Regions from separate parts of the Rattus norvegicus genome. Here region 1 is linked to region 2. The links are chromatin contacts, called in public Hi-C maps. All regions are on one chromosome and are shown on one strand. Each heading gives the region's core, a stretch centred on a gene start, on an enhancer-like site or on the middle of the called end of the contact. The rest is flanking DNA. Distances are from core to core; before and after follow the strand shown. Region 1 overlaps Numa1 (nuclear mitotic apparatus protein 1). Region 2 overlaps Lamtor1 (late endosomal/lysosomal adaptor, MAPK and MTOR activator 1).

The links. Hi-C and Micro-C count contacts between places; a contact is called where the count stands out from the background.
Region 1: a contact with region 2 is called in a Hi-C map of mammary epithelial cells, with 2.3 times the contacts expected there. The contact joins two enhancer-like sites. A contact is called at or near these places in 6 of 12 Hi-C or Micro-C datasets (the Rat2 cell line, hepatocytes, kidney and 3 more).

Annotation. Positions count from the first base shown.
Region 1 is chr1:165,764,664-165,770,115 of GRCr8, forward strand. Numa1 (nuclear mitotic apparatus protein 1) reads left to right here. Exons shown (of 25, transcript NM_001100691.1): 10 at 217-334; 11 at 420-537; 12 at 834-974; 13 at 2,172-2,294; 14 at 2,391-5,452. Among named protein-coding and RNA genes, the nearest start is that of Il18bp, 20 kb to the right of the region's middle. Within about 2 kb of position 2,803, at least 24 of the 93 cell types and tissues checked have an H3K27ac peak or open chromatin away from gene starts, as enhancers often do.
Region 2 is chr1:165,687,001-165,692,622 of GRCr8, forward strand. Lamtor1 (late endosomal/lysosomal adaptor, MAPK and MTOR activator 1) reads left to right here. Exons shown (of 5, transcript NM_199102.1): 2 at 707-852; 3 at 1,073-1,150; 4 at 1,462-1,588; 5 at 2,067-2,686. The coding sequence ends at 2,159. Lrrc51 (leucine rich repeat containing 51) reads right to left here. Exons shown (of 6, transcript NM_001106284.1): 5 at 4,116-4,264; 6 at 3,617-3,842. The coding sequence ends at 3,701. Among named protein-coding and RNA genes, the nearest start is that of Lamtor1, 5.7 kb to the left of the region's middle. Within about 2 kb of position 3,206, at least 2 of the 93 cell types and tissues checked have an H3K27ac peak or open chromatin away from gene starts, as enhancers often do.

The DNA of each region.
Region 1 (5,452 bases), core at 1,553-4,052, 77 kb after region 2:
GATTTACATCGGGGAAGCCCTGTGACAGCTTGGCTTGCTATGGTGTCCCTTCTGTTGACAGTGGAGTGTCAAGCTGTCACAAATGTCAGTCTGACCTTGTAGACCCCGGGTTTAGTTTCTGTCCCATGCCCTTTTGCCGTGGCTCGGATGCTGTGCCTCCTCTGCTCTCTTCTGTCCCTGGACCTTTGCTGACTGTGTCGTCCCTGTCCTGGGCAGACGCTCAGATCGCCATGATGCAGCAGCGCATCGACCACCTGGCTCTGCTGAATGAGAAGCAGGCAGCCAGCCCCCAGGAGCCCAGCGAACTTGAGGAGCTCCGTGGCAAGAATGAAAGGTAGGACTCCTGCCCTCCTTCCCGCATCCAGTCCCTGCTGGCGAGGTGGGGAATCACACCATTCTCACGGTTCCTTTCCTGGCAGCCTCACTGTGCGTCTGCATGAGACTTTGAAGCAGTGTCAGAACCTGAAGACCGAGAAGAACCAGATGGATCGAAAGATTAGCCAGCTTTCTGAGGAGAACGGGGACCTTTCCTTTAAGGTGAGTGGGGCTGGCTATGTGTAGAGACCCCTCAGGGCTGAGGTGGTCTGGAAGTTTCCCCAAGAAGGTTGAGAAAGACGGTCTAGAACCTGGCTTTGGGCTTTAGTCACTTTCCTTGTTACTAGTTCCTGGAAGGGTGCTCAGGCAGCTCTAAGTGATGATGTGTGTTTCTGAATAGAGGTGTGATTGGCTGTGATTGGATTGAAGGTGGGGAAGAATTATTGGAGGCCCCAAGGTCTGGGTTTCAAGGACTTGCTGGAAGGAAGTGCCAACTTCTCACCCTGCTTATTTCTCAGGTGCGAGAGTTTGCAAACCACTTGCAACAACTGCAGGGTGCGTTCAACGACCTGATAGAGGAGCACAGCAAGGCTTCTCAGGAGTGGGCAGAGAAGCAGGCTCATCTGGAAAGTGAGCTCAGCACAGCCCTCCAGGATAAGGTAACCCTCTCTCGAGAGCTGGCCACATTGTCCACGTGGAGTTCATCAGACTGCTGGGTCTGGAGCTGCCTTCTGAGAGTCTGCTAGTGTGGTGACAGGCTGAGTGCAATGTACCCGTGGCCTCTGTGATGTGCAAAATGTGTGTCTTGGAAAAGTTAATGAGTCTCAGAGGGGACTGATGCTTTGTTAACTATTATGTGATTGAAGGGCAGCTCGTAAGCTCTGAGTGAATTAGTTGTGATATCAGGTTGGGTTTCTTTGCTGAGATACTTGATATTAGAAGGATATCAGGGATAGGTGTTTTATTCTGCAGTATTTGCATAGACATTGTAAGTTGCTCATCCCTTTGTCTAACATCTAAATCACTCTGAACCTTTGTTTTCTTAAAGTAGCCTCCCTCTGTAGCCCAAGCTGGCTTTGGACCCTGTCCTCTAGTCTTTGTCTCCTGTGTGCCAGAGTTACAAGATTCTGCCACAATGATTTGTTAAAATTTTAAAACTTGTTGGTATCATGTTTAGAGCTCAGAAAGTTTGGATTTTGGGATTGTTGGATTCCAGATTTCAGACTTAGGGATGTCCAATCTGCATTACTATTGTTACTAAGCCCAGCTCTGCCACTTCCTAACCTGGGAGCTCTTGGGTATAGCACTTAGAGTCTCGGATCATGAGTGTTTTCTGTGAAGGAGACAGTAGAGACTCCCCGTCAGCCCCTGGGTGGGTCAGGAGGTCAGAGCATACCCATCATGTTGCTTTGCGCCCACAATTGAGGGGGGCCAACGTCGGGCCGGGACAGATGAAGCTAGGCTAGCATAGATGCCCGGGATTGTTTTGGGCATTTGGTTAGTGTCTGAGTCAAGGCTCGTCTGAGGAAGGCTACGTGGTAAGTAAGTAGGCTTTGCACATTTTGACTTAAATTTACCCGTGTAATTGGGAGTAGAAAGTCAGGTTCTCAGGAAGTCAGACCTGTGGTTCTGTTGACAGGCAGGGTCTGGGAGCACAGGTTGGTTTTTAAAATCTTCATTTTCATGTCTCGGTCTCTTGAGTTTTGGGGAGCCATTACTCCCAGCTCAGTCCTATGGTTTCTGAGGATTTTCTCCTCAGCCAGGGCAAAGGGAAATCTTGGGTACAAGATGATTGCGTCTCTGGTAATTGGATGGCTGTTGTACTCTGTTCACATGGGTCTCTTGCTTACTCCCAGAAATGTCTGGAAGAGAAGAGTGAGATCCTTCAGGAGAAGATTTCCCAGCTGGAGGATCGAGCAGCTCAGCTGCAGGGGAGCCCTGCCCCGGAGAAGGGTGAGGTGCTGGGTGACGCCTTGCAGGTAGGAATAGACAGAAGCAGTAAGGCAATTTGCTAGGGTTGATTCTTGGTGTTCTTTGATAGGGTTGATCCCCGTTTTATCTCTTTATCCCAACAGCTGGATACCCTGAAACAAGAGGCAGCCAAACTTGCCACAGATAACACAGAGCTCCAAGCCCGCGTAGAGACTCTGGAGTGTGAGCGTGGTAAACAGGAAGCCCAGCTGCTTGCTGAGCGGGGCCACTTTGAAGAAGAGAAGCGGCAGCTGGCCAGCTTGGTTGCTGACCTGCAGAGCTCCGTCTCTAACCTCAGCCAGGCCAAAGAGGAGCTGCAGCAAGCCTCCCAGGCTCAGGGGGCTCAGCTCACTGCCCAGCTGGCCTCTCTGACAGCACTGAATGCCACCCTGCAGCAGCAAGATCAAGAGCTGACCAGCCTGAAAGAACAGGCCAAAAAGGAACAGGCTCAGATGTTACAGACCTTGCAAGAGCAAGAACAGGCTGCCCAGGGCCTCCGCCAGCAGGTGGAGCAGCTGAGCAGCAGCCTGAAGCTGAAGGAGCAGCAATTGGAAGAGGCAGCCAAGGAGCAGGAGGCAGCCAGGCAGGATCACGCCCAGCAACTGGCCACCATTGTTGAGGCTCGAGAGGCCTCTGTAAGGGAGCGAGATGCTGCTCGCCAGCAGCTAGAAACATTGGAGAAGGAGAAGGATGCCAAGCTGGAGAGCCTGCAGCAGCAACTTCAGGCTTCTAATGAAGCCAGGGACACTGCGCAGACCTCGGTCACACAGGCCCAGCGGGAAAAGGCAGAGCTGAGCCAAAAGATAGGAGAACTCCATGCCTGCATTGAAGCTGCCCACCAGGAACAGCGTCAGGCCCAAGCTCACGTGACAGAGCTAGAGGCCCAGCTGAAGGCTGAGCAGCAAAAAGCAACTGAGAGAGAAAAGGTGGTGCAGGAGAAGGTCCAGCTCCAGGAGCAGCTCCAGGCCCTTGAGGAGACTTTGAAGATTGTCAGAGGTAGCCTTGAAGAAGAGAAATGCAGGGCTGCAGATGCCCTGAAGGAGCAGCAGCGCCACGCCACTGAGATGGAGGCAGAGACTCGACACCTGATGGAGCAGCGGGAGCAGGAGCAGAAGGAGTTAGAGCAGGAGAAGGCTGAGCGAAAGGGGCTGGAGGCCCGGCTACAGCAGCTTGAAGAGGCTCATCAGGCCGAGACTGAAGCCTTGCGACATGAGCTAGCAGGGGCCACAGCTGCTCAGCACGGAGCTGAGAGTGAGCGTGAGCAGCTCCTCAGGGAGGTTGAGAGCTGGCAGAAGCGGGTTGAAGCCAGACAGCAAGAGGAGGCAAGGTATGGTGCCATGTTCCAGGAACAGCTGATGGCCTTGAAAGGGGAGCATGGAAAGATTGGCCAAGAAGAACAGAAGGAGGCAGGAGAGATCCACGGTGAAGGCCAGACAGGCCAGCAGCAGAGTCAGCTAGCTCAGCTTCATGCCTGTTTGGCAAAAGCCCTTCAGCAGGTCCAGGAGAAAGAAGCGAGAGCACAGAAGCTGCTAGATGATCTCTCGGCTCTGCGGGAGAAGATGGCTGCCACTAACAAGGAGGTGGCCTGCCTGAAGGCCTTGGTGCTCAAGGCAGGTGAGCAGCAGGCAGCAGCCTCACATGAGCTCAAAGAGCCCCCGAGGGCTGGGAACCAAGAGTCTGACTGGGAGGAAGAGCAGGCAAGGCCGTTGGGTAGTACACAGGCAGCACTGAAGGCTGTGCAGCGTGAAGCTGAGCAAATGGGCGGAGAGCTGGAGAGACTGCGGGCAGCACTGATGCAGAGCCAGGGGCAGCAGCAAGAGGTTCGTGGGCAGCAGGAGAGGGAGGTAGCACGGCTGACCCAGGAGCGGGGCCAGGCCCAAGCTGACCTGGCTCAGGAGAAGGCAGCCAAGGCAGAACTTGAGATGCGGCTGCAGAACACCCTCAATGAGCAGCGTGTGGAGTTTGCTGCCTTACAAGAAGCACTGACCCATGCCATGACAGAAAAGGAAGGGAAAGACCAAGAGCTTGCCAAACTTCGTGAGCAAGAGGCAGCTCAGATATCAGAGCTGAAGGCGCTTCAGCAGACTTTGGAAGAGCTGAAGAAGAAAGAGAAAGAGCACCCCACAGGGGGTGCCAGGGGAGAAGACGCTTCAGGAGATGGCCCAGGATCCCAGCTGCACACACCTGGGAAGACAGAGGCACCAGGCCCTGAGGTGGAGGCTCTTCGGGCAGAGATCAGTAAGCTAGAGCGGCAGTGGCAGCAGCAGCAGCAACAGGTTGAAGGCCTGACACACAGCCTGGAGTCCGAGCGTGCTTGCCGGGCTGAGCAAGACAAAGCCCTGGAGACACTGCAGGGCCAGTTAGAGGAGAAGGCTCGAGAGCTGGGGCATAATCAGGCTGCCTCAGCCTCAGCTCAAAGAGAGTTGCAAGCCCTCCGTGCCAAAGCCCAGGACCACAGCAAAGCTGAGGAAGAGTGGAAGGCCCAGGTAGCCCGTGGCCAGCAGGAAGCTGAGAGAAAGAGCAGTCTTATCAGCAGCTTGGAAGAGGAGGTATCCATCCTGAATCGCCAAGTCCTAGAGAAGGAGGGAGAAAGCAAGGAGTTGAAGCGCCTGGTTGTAGCTGAGTCAGAGAAGAGCCAGAAGCTGGAAGAGCGGCTGCGCCTGCTTCAGGTAGAAACAGCCAGCAGCAGTGCCAGGGCAGCAGAACGCAGCTCAGCTCTACGGGAGGAGGTACAGAGCCTCCGAGAAGAGGTAGAGAAGCAGCGTGTAGTTTCTGAGAACTTGAGGCAGGAGCTGGCCTCACAAGCGGAGCGAGCTGAGGAATCGGGTCAAGAATTGAAGGCCTGGCAGGAGAAGTTTTTCCAGAAGGAGCAAGCGCTCTCTGCCCTGCAGCTGGAGCACACCAGCACACAGGCCCTGGTGAGTGAGCTGCTGCCTGCCAAGCACCTTTGTCAGCAGCTGCAAGCTGAGCAGGCAGCTGCCGAGAAGCGCTTCCGGGAGGAGATAGAGCAGAGCAAGCAGGCAGCTGGCGGGCTGCAGGCAGAGCTAATGCGGGCTCAACGGGAGCTTGGAGAGCTAGGATCTTTGCGGCAGAAGATTGTTGAGCAGGAGCGAGCAGCCCAGCAGCTGCGGGCAGAAAAGGCCAGCTATGCAGAGCAGTTGAGCAT
Region 2 (5,622 bases), core at 1,956-4,455:
AGGTAGAGGCAGGACACGGGCAAGTTCCAGGCCAGCTGGGTTATCTAGTTCCTGCCCAGCCTGGGGAACACTGGGGAACATAGGAAGACTGCCTTGTGTGCATGTGTGTATTGTATTCTTCTTGTGATGGCTTTACAAAGATCCCTGAGAGAAGAGAAGAGAGGACATTGGTGGCTGTATCTCGGCTGTGGGCCTGCAGTCTGCACTGAGATAATGTGAAGAATGGCAAGGTACATGGGCCTGCTTTCTCTTGCAGGCCAGGGACTTATCTGGCCTCACTAGGGCCTTAGAATGTGGGTGGTCATCTTTGCTAGGAACTACTTTACCTAGGGAACCAGGAAGGCTGTTCTTGGGCTTCTGACTTGGGTTGATTTCTCCTCTAGACCCTTACTTTAATATTTTTTCAGCTCCTCTGACACAGTCAGTTCCAGTTCCTTTGTCCAGAAGGTGTTGACCGATTGTCGAGGCTCCAGGACTGCTGGCCAGTGCTGCTTTGCTCCTTTCTGAATGTTTGTTAGGTTCTCTAGGTTCATCCTAGACCTCCAGCTCTGGACCAGTCCGAGAGTGAATGTTTTCTGACTTTGCATCCACCTGGACACTTCGAATCATCTTCATAAAAGTCGTTTTAGTATTAAAGGTCAGAACCTTTAAAATGAAAGGAGACTAGACTTAAGGCCCGGGCTGACTTTTCTGTACTACCCCTTAGGACCAGGAGGAGAGGAAGCTGTTGTTGGACCCCAGTAACACCCCTACCAAAGCCCTCAATGGAGCCGAGCCCAGCTACCATAGCCTGCCTTCAGCTCGCACAGATGAGCAGGCCCTGCTTTCCTCCATCCTTGCCAAGACAGCTAGGTGAGTGTCATAGGACCAGGCTGGGGCACAGGCAGCCAAGTTTGGACCATAGAGGATGGGACAAGGTCATTAGGGAGCAATGTCTCTGGGTTCTGCCCTGTTACAGTGGGCTGGTGGGAGTATTAGTGTCAGGTGGCCTTGGAATTGGCACCGACTACTGATTCTCATCCGTGCCCCTCAGAAGCACCTGTCATAGCTTCTCTGTCTCTTCTCTTCAAAGCAACATCATTGATGTGTCTGCCGCAGACTCCCAGGGCATGGAGCAGCATGAGTACATGGACCGGGCAAGGCAGTACAGGTAAGCATGAGCCCAGCTTCCTAGACATTCTCCAACTTTGGAGTTTGGTCCCCAGTCCAGGCTGTTCATTTGGGTGCAGCCCAGAAAACTAACTGCAGATCACTTCAGTGCCTCAGGCATTCAAGTTGGCCCTGTTTGCCCAGTGTGTTTGATCAAGGGTGATTGGGTCAAAAGAGTACAGTCAGAGTGAGTTTGTGATGAACTGTACCCTGTCACCATGATCCCCTGGCCTGAGGGAGTGAGGCTTGCCTGTGCAGGGCAGGGCAAGCTTTGGCCTGATTGTCCTTTCCTGTCTCCTCCCTCTTGGCCAGTACCCGCTTGGCTGTGCTTAGCAGCAGTCTGACCCATTGGAAGAAGCTGCCACCGCTGCCATCTCTCACCAGCCAGCCCCACCAAGTGCTGGCCAGCGAGCCTATCCCTTTCTCTGACTTGCAGCAGGTGAGCACTCCTGGCTGGTCCCCTAGCCCCTTCCCACATGGCTTCCCAGGAGGGAGGGAGCCTGGTATTGGTGCACCCAGCTTATTCCCACCTTGGTCTTGGTTTTCACAGCGTTCTTAGTTCCTTCCCACACCGTTTAGTCTCTCAGCATCTGCCCTTGCTTTTGTCCTTCTCTCTCACTTCCTTCCAGAGATAAAGCTCAGGGTACTGTTCATGCAAGCCAAGTGCTCTACCAGTAAGCTGCAATCCTAACCTAACCTTTGGTTTTTGAGAGAAGGACTCAGTGTTATAGCCCAGGCTGGCACTGAATTATGGCCCCCCTGATTTAGCCTCCTGACTGGTGGGACTATAGGCAAGCACCAGCACACCCAGCTCTTTTTGGCTTTCAGTCCACCATTCCTTCTTTCCTTTACTGCCACTCCATCTCACACTGTCTTTCCTCTCATGTGTGTTCTTCCCTCCCTGGCCTCTGTCTCAGGTCTCCAGGATAGCTGCTTATGCCTATAGTGCACTTTCTCAGATCCGCGTGGATGCGAAAGAAGAGCTGGTTGTACAGTTTGGGATCCCATGAAGAAAGGGGTCCTGGGACAGCTCTTCCCTCGTCTTCATCCCGTCTCCACCCCACCTCTTCTGGCCCCCAGCCTCACTGTGGCTTTCTACAGAACCCAACCTGCTACTAATCACGGAGAAGAATGTGGAGGACAAGAATAAGGCTAGAAGCCAGAGCAAGTGAGGACTGAGCAAGGGAAGGGAGAACCGATTGCCATCGGCCTTCATGCTCTGGTTAGGGTGAGGTTGGGGCCAAGAGGACTGGGCCTGGCAGATCTTCAAGTCATTGGGAAGATGGAGATACCACTGTAGGGGTGAACACCGGGAGACCTAGGAGATCCCCTCCCCACCCTTTCTCTTGGCCTCCGATTCACTCCTGTCCCGTTCCCTGACTTGGTGCTCATAGGCACCTCACTGGGAATTATGACCAGGGTCTAGACAAGCTTGAATCTGAATTGAGTTTGTATTTCTAGCACCCTGGATTTTTACATGTTTGCTCTTTTTGTTTTTTGTTTGTCACCCCTCGATAAAGAAAGTATATTCATTGTGTTGCTGGTTCAACCCGCTCTGTCCTGCCCGCTATTTACTTGTGGCTGTTCAAGTCTGCAAGCATTGAAATGCCAAGGAATGTAGCATTAAAAAGGAATCAGGAGGTAGACGTTCATGGTTCCCAGGTCTTAGATGATTAGTGTGGGATAACCCCAGTAGGATAAATATTATTCATTGTCCCTTTTCCATTGATGCTAACACTGTCAGAGCTGTACAGATTAGAATATGAGGCAGCTGTGACTGTTGGGGACCCTGTCCCAGGAGGCTTACACATTGCCCCTAGGGGTAGGAAGAGACCCTACTCTGCTGGTCTTCTTTTCAATAAATGATTATTTTCTTCCTGTTGAGACAGGGTCTCACTATGGAGCCCTGGTTGTCCTTGAACTCTACATAGACCAGGCTGGCCTCGAACTCACAGAGAACTTGCCTCTTTCTCCTGAGAGCCGGGTTTAGAGTTGTGTGCAACCACTGCCCCGCTTGGAAATGAAATCTTGGCCAGAATCACAGCCTGAGAGTAAAACTACCCTGCTCTGCTCGAAATAGATCACAGCTGTTTGCTGTTCCTACTGGAGGCTGAAGGCAACTCCACAGACCTTGGCACTCTATGAAGATTTCTGTGAGACACGGGGCTTATTCCTGAAATACCAGCACTCAGGAGGCTGAAGCAACAGGATTGCTACAAGATCAAGGACAGCCTGGGCCACAGAGTTAGAACTCTTGGGGAAAAAAGTATTTAGAAATTACTAATCTACTCTATTCCCATGATATCCCATGAATACTAAGGGGCCCAGAAAGGACAGGAAAGTTTCCTGCATGGTAGAACCTGGCTCCTGGGTCGTAACCAGCAAGCAGGCTTTTGGCCTTCACTCTGAAGTTTTACTAGTAGCGGCTGGGTGTGGAGAGCATCTTAACCAAGCACAGGTGATGTATAATCTGTTCAACAGCTCAAATCATTTATTGTCAAACCAAGCTGATCATCCTCAGGGCATTAGGTGTGCTCGGGTCCTGCGAATCTCAGAGTACATCCTGCTTGATCCGGACCTTCTTGGGCTTGATATTCATGCGTTTCCATACTTCTGCTGTGCTGCGGTCGGCCTTGGTGACTCCACTGAAGTCAAACGTGGTGATACGGGGCAGGTTGCACAGCACATACTGCCTGTGGGGAAGACTTGGGCTTAGGGCCAGCCCCTACAAAAGAACTCCCTCCCTGCCCCCCACCGGTTGCTGCTGTCTCTTTTGACAGCAAGGAATGGAGGGGAGCTTGATGTTTTGGGAGGACTAGTTTCATTCTGAGAGCAAGGGGTGTACTTAGAGGTCTAGTACATCCTTCTGTGGTCCATATGTGGCAGAAGAATGGTCTTGAATTTCTTGTCTCCTCTCCCCTTGTTCCTTAAGGAAACTCATCTGGACCCCAGATCCAGGTCCTTACCTGTACCCCTTTTCTTCCTCTATGGGGTTCCCATGGAGGGTCAGGCTCCGGAGACGAGGGAGGACAGCTAGCTTATTCACCTCCCCTAGGCGATGGATGCTGTTGCCATGAAGGTAGAGGACACTTAGGTTGAAGAATGTTGTTAGAACCTGTTAAGGTGGAAATCAAAGTCAGGCTGGACAAAGATGATGTCTGCTCAGGGTGGACTTTCTCTGGCAGAGAAAGAAAAGTTTGGAGAACAATCGGCCTCCTTCTCCAGCCCTCATAGCCATTCTATATGACTTGTATGCTTCCTATACTTCTAAAAAGGCTGTTTTTCAGTAGGCCATGGGTGCCACAGGTGGATACATGCGTTGGAGGACAGCCTGGTCAACAAAGGGAGTTCCAGGACAGCCAGGGGTACAAAGAGAAACCCTGTCTTAAGAAAACAAAAACCAGGGGTTGGGGATTTAGCTCAGGGGGTTGGGGATTTAGCTCAGTGGTAGAGCACTTGACTAGCAAGCACAAGGCCCTGGGTTCAGTCCCCAGCTCCAAAAAAAAAAAAGAAAAAAAAGAAAACAAAAACCAAGACACACACACACACACACACACACACACACACACACACACACACACATATATATATGATTATTTTGCCTACGTGTATGTGTGTATATCACATGTATGTTTAGTGCTTGCAGAGGCCATTGGACTTCCCTCCAAGCCTCCACCCCCCTTGAAACTGGAGTTACATATATAATCGTGAGCCACTGTGTGGGTGATGGGAACTGAGAGAGCAGCGAGTGCCCTGACCTGCAGCCACCTTTATGGCCCTTTGTATGGGTGTTTGCCTCCTTGTATGTCTGTGCCCAGCATAGGAACCTGGTGCTTCTGAGTCAGAAGGACATCGGGTCCTCCGGAAATGGAGTTATAGTGGATGGTGGTGAACGACTGTGCATGTGCTGGGAGCTGAACCTGGATCCTCTGCAAGAGCAAAAAATGCTCTTAACAGCTGAGCCATCTCCTTCCCTCCTCCCTCCTCCCTCCTCCCTCTTCCCCTCTCCTCACCTATCACACACACACACACATGAGTAAATTAACTTTTAAGTCCTTTTCAGGGAAAAGCCCCTAAAGTAGACCTGGCACCTGTGGTTATACATTTGACTGCTCAGGTGACAGCTCTCCTTGCTGAGTCTTATTTGCCCCTTAAGGCCTTTCCAGCTGAGATGACCTAGGATTCCATCTGCAAAGGAGTATCAGCTTGGCACATATTCATCTCATTTTCTATCATAGGGGAAGTCTCCAAGTTATGCCCCAAGCCTTTCTCCTGCCAATAGGGATCTTGGGCAAAGATCTTTCCTTTTTCTAGAATTTTCTTTGCTTCCTTTCCTAACTTCTTTCCTTTCTCCTCCTCTCTCATGTAGTCTAGGGTAGCCTCAAGCTCACTATGTAGCTGAGAATGACCTTAAGCTCATCCTCCTTCCACCACCTTCCCAAGTGCTAGAATTAGAAGCAAGTACCAACATAC